Linked DNA regions of Oryza sativa: region 2 is linked to region 1. The links are chromatin contacts, called in public HiCAR-type maps. All regions are on one chromosome and are shown on one strand. Each heading gives the region's core, a stretch centred on a gene start, on an enhancer-like site or on the middle of the called end of the contact. The rest is flanking DNA. Distances are from core to core; before and after follow the strand shown. Region 1 holds the start of LOC4339093. Region 2 holds the start of LOC4339101 (U-box domain-containing protein 16).

Region 1 (6,885 bases), core at 1,947-4,446:
TTTTCTTGTTAGAAGGGTTGAACCAAGAACCAGTCCTCAGGGAGCCTTCGTCTGCACGTACCGCTGCTCGCGATAACGCATGTTATATACAGAAGCTGTGCCATTCATTGACCTAGCAGGTTACAGAGATAGTAGAGTTTTTAGTTGTATCAACGTATCACATCAGATGATTTCAGATGATGGAACGGACTGACGGCGCTGAAGCTGTCAAACATAGGTTCAGTACCAATAATGAAAAGGTTGATGTCGAATCCTGAAGCAAAATGTCCATTGCGTCACGGTTTTGTGATTGATGAAGTAAACAGGCTGGTCAGGGGAGAACTGAATGATCTACAGATGGCATGAGAGCATATTAAAAAATTCACGGACATCTTCTTGTTAGCCATGAATTTCCCAGCACAAAATTGGATAGTAAATTGACAACTCTCGCTTACCATTCACTTCACCTCAAAAAGAAATCTTACAGAGTAGTACAGAACTGAACTGAAATGATGGTCTAGTCTATACATTTCATAAGCAATGGCAGTTGCATGGAAGCTGCAGATGAAAAAAAAAAGGTGTATGGTAGTTTTCTTTACATCAAATATACAAAATAGACTCAGGATAACTAATGCTTCATTGCATTTCCCGGTACTACAATTCGGGCTCACCGTCTCTGTGGAGAACAGATGGAGTAGGCGCCTTCATTGTCCTGTCGCCCATTGTCGGCGAACCCCCCAGAGGGCTAGGTCCAGGTGATCTCCGTGGAGCTGATGGACTCTCCATAATGAAGATCGATGGACTAGCAGTGCTGCTCCTGTATGGCGAACCTGGATTTGACCTAAAAAGAGGCAAACCATCTTCGCGCGACAATGGGGTCATTACATGCTGGCTTCTCGCAGTAATCTGCTCTGTATATGACCTATCTTCAGCAATATCATAATAATCAGCAGTTCTCACCTCCTGGGCAAGGGAGCATGAGGAGCAGCACAACCACTGGAAGCAATCTGTGGCTTCTGCACTGCGGCAGCAGAAGTTGTTCGCAGGTAGGTTAAATCTCTTCCTCATCTGTATTCTCCAAAAGCCACCATACAGTAAGCCGAAAAAGCAAAGTGCGAGACCGGTAAGCCCTAATGCTTCTCGAAGGTTTTCATTGTTAATATTGACAGCAGCCAGGTTGAAGATGAAAAACGGAGCAAGGCAAAAGAGCATAAATGTAGCAATATGGACATACATGTTACCAAATCCAAGCCTCTGCATATTCCATCCAAACACACAGCAACTGCAGAAAATTGACAGGTAGGCAAGAGATATATTGTCCCAGAAATCCATTAGTCCACCAACCCACTCAGGCCTACTCTCCACAAAACGGCGCTCTTCACTTTGAATGAAAGAGTATCTCTTTTCAAGTGATGTTCGTGAGGTTGCTGGCCTGGTGAGTTCAGTTTGTGCTTCTTGGTCAACTTCAGTCAGTTCTGTGTCATAATCCTTCCCAAGAGGACTGATAATGTTATACAATCCAGCAAATGCCGCTGCCCCGATAGCAACGGAAATGGTCAGGCCAACACCGATAGGAGGTCGTTCAGATCTGCGGTATCCTAGGTTGAGACCACATAAGGCATACTGAGCAAAGCAGTTCAAATTAAGGAGGACCACAACCACCATCATGTGCATCCATTCATTGGGCTTGTATGTTCCATTTTTGCAATATGTTTTTCTAAGGACCAAAACATCCTTTTGCTCCCATCGACACAACAGCACAAAGTAATATATCCGCTTTGGGTGTTGATAAAGGCACATGAGTGTGAATAATGCATTCAAAATCTGGTTGTTTACTTCAAACCAGGCATCTCTTTGTGATTTGCTAGGCAATGCACGATTGAGCATTCCAGTCATGACAAGGAATAGTATTGCACCAGATACAGTAACACAAGCAATCCAAGCAAAAAGGGCCATATTAAGAGGCTCTTTTATCCAATCCTTGCACATTACCCACAGATGGCCCCAATTAATTTTCCTGATAAACTGGAAGTGCTCATGATTATCATGGCTGTCAGAGTGGATGGAACGTGAGAACTCATCTCGCTCAAGTGCAAGCTGTCGAAACTTGAATGAAGGCGAAGGACCCAACTTCTTAAACCTGTCACCACTGGAAAAGCGATTACAGAAATTCAGAAACCCATTCCGCTGCTTCCCTTGTCGTGGAACACCTTGAGTAGGAAGAGTACTGGCACCTGGGGCTCCAGTATCATTGTCCACTGTTGTCGACTCTACTAGTTCAACATCCGCTTTAAGATCTTCATTACCATTGGAGACCATTCTGTCGAGCCAGAGTCTCAGATAGTATACGCAAGCTAAACCCCTTTCCAATCTATTTCTAGACTGATGCAATGTTCCACAGAAAGGATCGCTGTACTATAGGTTTGCAAGGACAAGCATATGTATTATTGTCCGCCAAGCTCTGCGCCAAACAGAAAGAGACCCATAATTAAGCAAAGCGCGCCATATTGGTATCAATTTTTTGGACGGATAACTGGAATGTAATGCGTAATTTTACATGCTAATGTTTGTTGCTAAATTAGCTGCCAATGGAGAATAGCCAGCAGAAAGAGCAAAATTTATCATCCATGCAAGCATTAGCTACTGTGCACGCCTCATTCGTACTAAGATTATCCATTGTATGTCTGGCGCCTGAAGGTTGAAATACCACCAAATTGGGCACCGAAACGTTTGTAATTTGAGCCAATAAAGTGAATAAACCCCCATCTATCCCAACACACAGCCATGACCGATTCTAACTTCTTCTTATTATTATTTTTTGATTGAGGAAAACCATGATTCCAACTTTATGTTTTATTTTTTAAATTTTTTTGATATATTATCCGAAGACAAGTGAAGGCAAGCGAGCGAGGCAACCTACAGCGCACTCCATCAAAGCGAGCACAGAAGCAAGAACAGATCCAGTAGCTAACCGTTACTAGAGATGAACGAGAGAGAAGCGGTTCACTCACCAGCTGCAGGCCGCAGCAAGCAGGACGACGGACGCGAAGGAAGGGAAAGAGAGGCGGCCTCTCCCCGCCGGATCCTTGCCTTCCTCCTCCCGCCAGCCGCCGCCGCTGCTGCTTCGGGGGGGGGGGGGGGGGGCGGATTCAGGATTGGGTGGAGTGGGGCGGAGGAAGAACCGAAGAAGAGGAGGAGGAGACAGGGAAAGGCGTAACGAGGACTTCTTTTTTCCTTTTTTTTTTTTTTCTTCTCCTTCTCGACGATGTGGGGCGGCGGAGTCAACATGGCCGTGCGGGAAAGTCAGATTCCTCCGTCTCGTTTTCCCCGTTACGGACCACACGCACGAAATGCATGCCTCTTTTTCCTCCGCTCCTCCGTCGTACGAAACGGAGGTTAACGAAGCGAACGGTGGTTTCCACGTGAGAAAAGGGGGAGCTTCTCCGCCAAGCGGTTGAACGGCGCGTGGCGTTGGGTGACCCGGCGACACGCGGGATTTTACGCCTTTTTGTCCGAATAATATATTTTTTTTCAACGGCTTTTGCGTACAGAGGGATATGGGAGGGGGGATTCAGAGGGGCGGGCATTGGGAGCTTTCCCGGAATGGCGATTGGAAAGTAGAATAATCATTAAGGTGGCAGTTGCAATTTGTTAAGTACAGCTCAAAAATATACTCCCTCTCGTTCCAAAATAATTGTATTTTTTGATTGAAGATTCATCCCTAAATAATTATCACTCTAGAGCACTAATTGCCCCCATAAATCATAGTCTTTTTTTTTCTCAATAGATATAAGTGTCACAATTATTTTTTGATGGAGGTAGTACAGTATTTTTTTAATTTAAATTAAAAGTTATTATATTATGGTACGAAGGTGTATATTACGTGAGGATAGTGCACAGAAGAACATTGGGTATAATGGCGTGCACATGTTGAGTATACTTAATCTTTAGCCAGTTGCAAATTATTAGGTCTTTTGGTATTAAATATTTGAATGATCAAGTGCGTCTACAGTTTATTTATAATTTTTCGCTGCTACCACGGAGCTTGACAATAATTATTGCGTACAAAATCCCTTTTCATGTTCAACTGCCACCAAAATTTGTTTATAAACTTTTTATGCTAACCAGGGAGCTATGAGTCATATTTATTTCATATGGCATCCTTGGGGGAAAGGTGTCTTAAAAAAATCAGGGAAAAAGATGTTTTTGGCCCAGTTTAGATCCTCCAAAATGGTAAAAGTTTTACCATTTTGTAGCATTTTTTGTTATTTTGGATCTAAACACTAGTAGCAAAAGTTGTCAATTTGGTATTTGGCATTTGCTAGTCCATAGTAGCAAATTATGCCAAAAAGTGCTTTGGGACCACTCCATCTCTCTTTCTCTCTCACACTTTAGTGCTAGAATGGCAAAACTTTTACATACATCTAAACACCAACTAGTACTTTTGCAATGCAAAAACTTTTGCCACCAAAACTTTTGCCATTTGTCATTTGTCATTCCAAATGGATCTAAACAGGCCTTTTATTTATTTATTGCTGTTTCTAGTAAATTATCTTCTAGAATTACCAGCCAAAATTGTCGGCTAGATAACTGCGGCTTTGTGTTCGTGTCGCCCTGGCAGAGTACAAGAAGACCAGTGCATGTCGCGTACGTAGGCCTTTTGGGCCCATACACCCCATGTAACGGCCCACTCACTCAGCCAGCCTTAATCATGGCCCGCACCACCCGCGACCCCGTTCCGGCCCAACTAAAATGGGCTACACGTATGCCGCAATCCAGTTCCGATCAGACCAAAATGGACCTAGCGTCCTCACCAGCGTGGGCCGTGGTGGGCTACCAACTTCTCCTCTTCTCATTTTTCACGCACACGTTTTCTCATTCTTTCAAGTTGGTTCAAGAAAATCAATTTCGATCTTTTCTTAGAAAGTTTTTGTTAGCTGATAGAAGCACTGCGCACTCAATTAACGGAATCATGTGTTAATTCATCGATCTGTTTTACGTGTCAAGAGGGAAAGGTTGACTTTAAAAAAAAAAACACAACCTCCTAACTAGAGCGAAAAGTAGGGCTTGAAGATGTTTTTCTACTACACGTCACGCGTATGGTTCCAGATCCAGGACTATACGACAACACCTGCTCATCACTTCATCAGCTCATGGTACGGAGGACTTCCTCCATCTCTAAATATTTAACATCGTTAATATTTTTAAACATATTTAACCGTTTGTCTTATTCAAAAACTTTTGTAAAATATATAAAACTATATGTATACATAAAAACATATTTAACAATAAATCAAATGATAATAAAATAATTATTAATTAATTAATTTTTTAAATAAGATGAACGGTCAAGTATATTTAAAAAATTTACGGCGTCAAATATTTAGGAACGGAAAGAATAGTTATTAGCCCAACAGTGTTTTCGTCATCATGCGTAAAGGTGCAATATATCGTCCAAGACTGATCAAGGCTAGCTAATGGCTAGTTGCGGAGTAATCACCGAGTAATTAGTGTAGAAAGGACAACGAGTAGCCTGCAAATTAAATCCGAATCTATCGATGGATCAGGTTGCGATCCGAATGATATCTGACAAGACATCGATCACCGTATGTGTGCTCGTCCTGAAGAGAGAAAAAACACGACATGACCCAATCGATGGAGCCTGGCTAGCTTTGACATTGTGCAACTCTATATAAGCATAGCAACTGGGGACTGGACACTTCTGCCACTTGAGCTGCGTGGAGTTGCCCTCACAACAAATCACTGAAATCACCATCAACAAGATATCTAGGGGCCGTTTGGTTGCTATCTTCAATTTACGATGTCTAAGGTTTTACAATCGTTTAGTTCATTGTCACATCTGTGACTCGCCACACTTTTCAACCATATGGTCCCACGTATCATTGACCCAATTTTTTAAGTAAGCTTGTCTAAGGTGTTGCTAAGAATTTATGAGCCACAACTTTTGTGACAAGCCACAACTTATCTTAATTGTGGTTTGGTAAAGATAGCCACAAACCAAATAACCCCCTAGAGCATGGTTTTTCTTGCGATCCTGTAGTGGCTATGGTTTTGGATTCTGCGAGGCATCTGTTGCACTACGTCGATGACAACATTGGGTTTTCTTATTTAAAATATGGAATCGCCTAAGTTTCATATGACAGAAATTTTATGGTAGAAAGAAATCCACCATTAGATCCACTCCACGATTCATGCTACATTCCTTCTTCAGCTTCGATGACCGCCAATGACCCGATGAATTAAGGCTTACCATTCTGGGTTAGGGAGGGGATAAGAGGAGAGGGAAGAGGAGGACATCACTAGTCGCCACATGAATGGAGAAGGATGGTGGAGGTAAAGTGGAACTTTTGGTTAGGAAACAGCGGCTGACGATGACAAATACAATGACAGAGAGTCACCGGAGACAGGAAAGACGGTGGGACGGGAACACTCGTTATGCTAGCTTGGCGAAGAGGATAAGCAGATGAGGAGGCTGGCCCAACGGGGTCTCACTGACATCGTTGATATCTTCCTACCAACCAGCAAGATCAGGCGGCTACGTATTGGGACGATGGCAGCGGGAGATCGGATAGAGGAAGAGTCAATCAAACAAAAAGAGGAATGGCAGCCAGGGGGAACAGAAGAAGAGGAGTTTGGCATTAGTGTGCTTAAGTGAATCTTAAAATCAATCCATCCAATAATTAAAAAGAAAAGAATATATATATATATAGGTGAGATTTTCTATTGCATATTATTGGAAAGATCTTTAATATATCCTTCCATGTTTGGAAAGAAACATGATTAAGTGGAATACTAGTAGTTTTTTATCGCTGTGTGCGCACCAGCGTGGTGGGTACCTTCAGTTGCGAGAACCTTGGAATCCTCGGCCCACCCCCCAGAATTTCT
Region 2 (6,769 bases), core at 1,283-3,782, 140 kb after region 1:
GTACTCAATATTGCTGGTTGAACTCAACCATCCACGTACTACTCAATAGTGAATACACAACGTAGCGCGTATCATGTATACGTGCGTGCGTACGTACAGCCAAGCATATCCATAAGCTTGTAATACCGCGGTATCATGCATCCATTAAACACACACGTAAACGTTAAACCTCACGGTCCCTCAACCGACGGACCACGTGGCCGGCATGGACGATGGCCCAGGAAAGCCGTGTCAGTGTGTGTCACCGCACCGGGTAGTGTGTGTGAGCGTGTCACCGCATCCGATAGATCAGCTAGTAGCTAGTAGCGACCACTCGATCGTAAATGGCGCATCCGGATATGTCACGCTCGCGAGTCCCAGGGGCCCCGGCCCCCATCTGGCTGCTGCTGGGCATCCCCATCACCATACGGTGTGCGAGTGACACCGCCGGCCGTACGTGTCGCCGCTAGCTAGCAGGCGCTCGAGATCGCGTATGCGTCTGCATCGCGTCCTGTACGGTTCCACACGCATACGATGGCATCACCGCGCGCACACGTCGCTCTCCCAAGCTAGTAAGCCGATGCACCTCGCGACGAGCCGCTACCGCTCGCTACTCGTCGCGATTGCGGCGCCCCCACGACGTCACGCCCCCGCGCATCCTCCCCGTACGTACACGCAATCCTCCCGCGCGCGCATCTTATCGCGTCGCGTCGCGTCGCGGAAACGTTTCGGCGATTTGGGGCGGCAGAGGCGTGTGGCCTGGTGTTATTACCTGGTTAATCTCCACCACGTCGTAACGTGGCGCCGCCCACGCGAGAACGGCCGCTTTGCTCGTTGGATTAGTAGCTGGAGCTTACCGCGCTCCACTAATTACCAGCCGGGCCGGCCCGGCCGGTGGTCAGAGGTTGACGCCGCTGCTCCGCTGCCGCCACGTGTCGCCGTGGCCGCTAATTCGCGAGATCGTGCGTGTGGTTTCTGATCAAGTCAAACGTTAATCCCGGCTAGCCGCGGGCTACCAATCACGCATAGATTACTCGATTGGATTAGGACGGCTGGTAAATATGTAATCCCACCGTTTCAGGTTATAAGATATTTTAAATATAGTCAAAGTCAAACCGTATTAAATTTCACTAAGTTTGTAAAGAAATATAGTAATAATATTTATATTACCAAATTAGTTTTATTAAATTAATAATTAAATATATTTTTATAATAAATTTATCTTGGGTTTATTTAATTAAACTTAAAAGTTTAAAAGTAGTTTGAGTTTGATCAAAGCCAAAACATCTTATCACCTAAAATGGAGGGAGTATTTTATACTACTAGTTTAATCCGCATGTGCGTGCTCGATCTATCTATCGCGCGTGTTCGGTGACCTGTATAACTTGATCGCCTGTTTACTTTTGGGGCGGTCAAACTGGGATCCTTTTCATTTGCCCGGATCCGTGAAGAAAACTTTGACCGCTACGTGGCGTTGGATGCTGATCGTGCGATCCGGTTTTGGCCGGTTTGTTTATTATTCTCGCCTTCGTCTGGCGTGAGAATGAGATGAGATCGTTCCTGCCTTCATTGCTGCCGTACTGCGTGTACTATACTGTGTGGAATTCGGCCTGGGCAGCTGTTGATTTTAGCCATCGGCGGCGGTGGCCGACGTGAATGAGCCGTCGCCGCCATATTTTGTTCCTTTCGGTTGCTACTTCTATAGTAGGATTATGTTGTTGGGTTAGTACAGCGACGGGTACTGTAAATTTATGCTCGTTTCTTAATTTCCTACTCTACTTTTGATTTTGGGGATTCCTTGTCTATCTGTTTGGATCAACGTGACATTAGATTTGAATCTAGCTAGCTGGAAAGCTCTCAAGGCGTGGTGCATGACAAATCACAGATGTATAACCTATTTGCATTCAACAAACTAGTGTAACAGTAGATAAAGTTTCCCCGCGTTAAGCAATTCTTCACAAAAGGAGGCCTTAGCCCTTAAGCTTCGCGTAGGCCTGTGAGGGAGGAAGCATTTAGCTACAGTCCTTTTACATTCTTCTTTTTTTTTTTTGAACGAAGTACTTTTACATTGTGTTCACCAACAGATCGAAGAGGAAATGGTCACGAGTGACCCTGCCGCCCTGCACACACATGCACATTGGCACGAGCTTAGAGGAATATTTCCAACCCTTAACCCGGCCTTCTCATAAGAAAGCATTGCTTGGAAGCGATCCGATCAACTCAAAACCAAACCCAGCCGGCCAGCCAGCCCCAAGCTGAGTCATCAAACACACCCCCACCAAAACACACCCATCTCACCCGTCCATCGACCACAATCCAGCGGTCAGAAACTCACAACATCTTCTTCAGTCTATCAAACCAAAAAAAAAAAATAATAAGGAGAACTCAATAAAATAAGCACACGATGGGTAGCCATCACATCAAGGTAAACAAAAGTCAGGAGGATTCCTTCCAGGTTCCACTTCCAACCCCTTCCCAGCTCTCGAACAACTCAACGCGCTAAACGTCTCTCTCGCACGTATATATATACTACGGCCTCACGCCTTCGTCTCCGCAACCATACAAATTTTTTTCTGAGTTCCAATTCGATTTGTTCGTTCGGTTACTGCAAAAGAAAGTCAGCAACAAAATGGCCAACGCGAGGAACGCGGCTGCCGCGTCGCCGCCGCCGCCGTCGTCGTCTTCTTCGTATTCCTCGTCGGCGTCCGACGGGGAGATCCTCCGATCGCTGCACCGCCTGGCGAGGGATCTGGCTGCGGCGGAGGCGCCGGCGCCGTTCTTGGAGACGGTGTTCGCGGCGGTGTCCAGGCGCGCGAAGCTTCTCGCCGCGGTGTTCGACGACCTGCTCCGGTGCGGGAGGCTGCCGCGGTCGGCGTCGCTGTGCCTGCGCGAGGTGCTGCTCGTGCTGCAGCGGTTCAAGGCGGTGGTGGCCGACTGCTCGGCGCGCAGCCGGATGCGGCTGCTACTGCAGGCCGACGAGGTGGCGGCGCGGGTGCGTGAGCTGCAGCATGACCTGGCCACGCTGCTGGATCTTCTCCCCGTTCCCGAGCTCGGGCTCGCCGACGACGTGGTGGACCTCCTCGCGCTCGCGTCCCGGCAGTGCCGGCGGAGCTCGCCGTCGGCGGACGCCGCGGAGCACGAGCTGAAGACCGGGGTGCTGGCGCTGATCCAGGAGGTGGAGAGGGAGATCGTGCCGGAGAGGGAGAGGCTGGAGGGCATCCTCGAGGAGGTTGGCATCAACGACCCGGCGTGCTGCAGCGACGAGATCGAGACACTGGAGCGGGAGATCGGCGACCGCGTGGCGGAGAGGTGGACGTCGGCCATGATTGCGCTCGTTGGGCTCCTCCGGTACGCCAAGTGCGTCCTCTTCACCGCGGCCACGCCGCGGCCGATGGACACCAAGGTGGATGTTGACGACGATGACGATGACGACGACGCCGAGCCGCCGTCGCCGCCGCCGGACTTCCGGTGCCCCATCTCTCTCGATCTGATGCGCGACCCGGTTGTGTCGGCGAGCGGCCAGACGTACGACCGGGAGTCCATCACCCGGTGGTTCGGCTCCGGCAAGTCGACGTGCCCCAAGACTGGGCAGGTGCTGGCCAATCTGGAGCTTGTCCCCAACAAGGCGCTCAAGAACTTGATCTCGCGGTGGTGCCGGGAGAACGGCGTCGCCATGGAGAGCTCCGAGCCAAGCAAGCCCGAGCCAGCGCCGGTGGTGACCGCGAACAAGGCGGCGTTGGAGGCGGCGCGCATGACGGCGTCGTTCCTCGTCAAGAAGCTCTCCGTCTCCTTCTCCCCCGCCGCGGCCAACCGCGTGGTGCACGAGATCCGGCAGCTCGCCAGGTCCGGCAACGACACGCGCGCCTTCATCGGGGAGGCCGGCGCCGTCCCGCTCCTCGTGCCGCTGCTCCACTCCGACGACACCGCCACCCAGCTCAACGCCGTCACGGCGCTGCTCAACCTGTCCATCCTCGACGCCAACAAGAAGCGCATCATGCACGCCGAGGGCGCCGTCGAGGCGATCTGCCACGCCATGGGCTCCGGCGCGACGTGGCGCGCCAAGGAGAACGCGGCGGCCACCGTGCTCAGCCTGGCGTCCGTCCATTCCTACCGCCGCCGGCTTGGCCGGAACCCACGCGTCGTCGAGAGGGTCGTGCACCTCGTGCGCACCGGCCCCTCCAGCACCAAGAAGGACGCGATCGCCGCGCTCCTGTGCCTGTCCGGCGAGAGGGAGAACGTCGGGAAGCTCGTGGAAGCCGGCGCCGCGGAGGCGGCGCTGTCGGCGATCAGCGAGGAGGAGACCGCCGTGGCGGTGCTGGCGTCGCTGGCCAAGCGCGGCGGCGCGGAGGCGATCGTGAACATCGACGGCGCGGTGGTGCGCCTCGTGGCCGAGCTGCGGCGCGGCACGGAGTGGTCAAGGGAGTGCGCGGCCGCCGCGCTGGTGCTGCTCTGCCGCCGCGTGGGCGCCGCCGTGGTGGCGCAGGTGATGTCGGTCTCCGGCGTGGAGTGGGCGATATGGGAGCTGATGGCCACCGGCACGGAGCGCGCGCGGCGCAAGGCCGCGTCGCTCGGCAGGGCATGCCGGCGTTGGGCCGCGGCGGAGCAAACCGCGGAGTACCCCGCCACCTCCGACGTCACGACGACGGCCATTACAGCGTCGTGAAATTCCACCACGGCCACATTGATTAATTCATAGGAGCAGATAAAATTTCGATTTTTTTTCCCACGCACAACGAATGCTTGTACAAAAAAAAAAATTGTTTCTTGCCTTCAAGGCCTTCACGATTCTTTGGTTCATGGGACCAGTTTGAGTAATTGATAAACTGCACATACAATTATACAAAGATCCATTTCTCTCCAAATCTTGTCACATATTTCTCTTGTCTCATAAGTAACACAAAGAGAAAAAGAGATGTCACCAACTTGTACAAATGCTTGTGAATTGTGATCATCTCCACTTCCCCCATTCTATAATTCTTTAATTTCTGTATCCACATCGACGCAACAACTGTACGATTTCATTTCATTCCAGCTACCAATATGAAAGATGTGAACAAAAGCATCACAATAATTGTGTAGTTGATGGCTTGCAACTAGGAGGCGCCCGTGATGAGTGCTCACTCACTTAGTTGCTTGAGCTGCCGGGGACCAAATTGCCAGCCATTCCCGGCCATCCAATTTGGAGGAGAAAAAAGAAAAAAAAAGAACAAAGCGAGCGCACGCTACCTAACGAAACAACGAATATGTTGCTCCGCGCGAGAGAGTGCAGCAAAGCATAAAACAGCTTGCAAATTCACCGGCTTTTGGGCAGAAAAAGGCCGTAGCTTTAGTGCCAGCAAGAGCCAGTGTGCATCCATACTGTTGATAGATTGTAGGAATATCTCGTATCTTTGGATGCATGTCTCGCTGTTCCGGCCATTGACATCGCCTGATGCTGGCCATATGTGTTTCCCTTTGACCAAAGCAAGATGGTAGTATTATGTTCTTCTTTCTACTACTACTACTTGTCTACTAGTAGTCTATGCAATGTTAATGTTAAAAGTAGTAGGCTCCCATCGGATAGCATAATAAGCTAAAAAAAACCAAATTTTAAATTTTCGAGCTTAATTTTGAGATATTTTTAACGTAGTTTCTTTTTAACATTGGCTTTTAAGTCACAAAGAACATATTTATAAAAGTTTTACCCACAAATTTATTTTTATTTTCTAATAAGCCGTTTTAACTTATTAGGAAATAAGCCAAACGATGGAGACCGTAAAGGCGTCTGCTGAATTTGATTAGTGTGACTTGAGACGGGTGTTGTTCTTCCTCTTGCTGTTGCGTGGCTGGAAAGATGGGCGTGTGGTTCCTTCCTGCCAGGGAACTAAGTGTGTCATTATTGGTGTAAACAATCTAGGTTTTGTTTGTTATAATCATACGGCGCTATTTAATTACATTGCATGCCAGTTTAAACACGGTTGACAGTAGCTTTCTGGACCAGCCGTGTTGTTTCGGATGCTCTCTCTTCGTCTTTAATTGGGAGGTTATTCTGAATCATAGTATGTATGAGTGGATCGTATTTGGACTTGGAAAATTTGTCTATTTGGGGCCTGTTCACTTTGATGTTAAAAAAAAACTTACCAAAATTTTAGCATTACCGAAATTTTGGCAAATATGCTAAAATTTTGGCAACTTACCAAAATTTTGGCAGGATTTCTTATATAGTTACCAAAATTTGGCAGCAAACTAAATGTAGGTATTTTTTTGGCAACTTTACTAAAATTTAGTAAGATTGAAAATGGCATCAAAGTGAACAGGCCCTTGGACTGCACCTGAGCATGGAAAGGGTTGAAGTTAGCCTATTAATTGACAAGTAACCAGACTGAATCAATTCAGGACTCATCAGGTGGTGTTATTTTCTAATAACAACTACATACTTTTCCCCCAAATGCAGCAACACAGGACTGCTTCTTCTTTGCATACTTGTGCTACTATTAAGGAGCATGTGCTATTTAGACGTACTAGTTCTTGATAAGTCAAGGGGTGTACTTGTTGTACTACATGCAGCTATTGATCCTCATCAATCGATCACTTATGTCTTCCAGATTGATCTGCAAGGTTGGAGAAATGGAGAGAGCTTCATGGTTGCCACAGTGTTTTTCTGTTCGGAGAGGGAGAATTGTTAGGTGACATGTTTAACACGCCTGCATTTTGATGACAAGGACAACCGGCGTTGGGTCTCCTCTTTTAAAAAAGGTTTGGTAATCGGGTAACCATCGCCAATGGCATGAAGCAAGAGAGCAATATAACG

What was found. HiCAR-type assays count read pairs that join an accessible place to other places.
Region 2: a HiCAR-type map of leaf shows a contact between it and region 1, with 1.8 times the contacts expected there. The contact joins the promoter of LOC4339101 here to the promoter of LOC4339093 in region 1. A contact is called at or near these places in 1 of 15 Hi-C or Micro-C datasets (seedling) and 1 of 4 datasets of contacts at active chromatin or transcription factors (leaf).

What each region holds. Positions count from the first base shown.
Region 1 is chr5:23,431,069-23,437,953 of ASM3414082v1, forward strand. LOC4339093 reads right to left here and starts at 3,197. Exons shown (of 3, transcript XR_010741523.1): 1 at 2,991-3,197; 2 at 227-2,440; 3 at 1-112. It overlaps LOC136356685 (extensin-like), which reads left to right and starts at 5,079. Exons shown (of 3, transcript XM_066310930.1): 1 at 5,079-5,135. The coding sequence starts at 5,079.
Region 2 is chr5:23,575,059-23,581,827 of ASM3414082v1, forward strand. LOC4339101 (U-box domain-containing protein 16) reads left to right here and starts at 2,533. Exons shown (of 1, transcript XM_015782045.3): 1 at 2,533-4,823. The coding sequence starts at 2,609. The coding sequence ends at 4,642.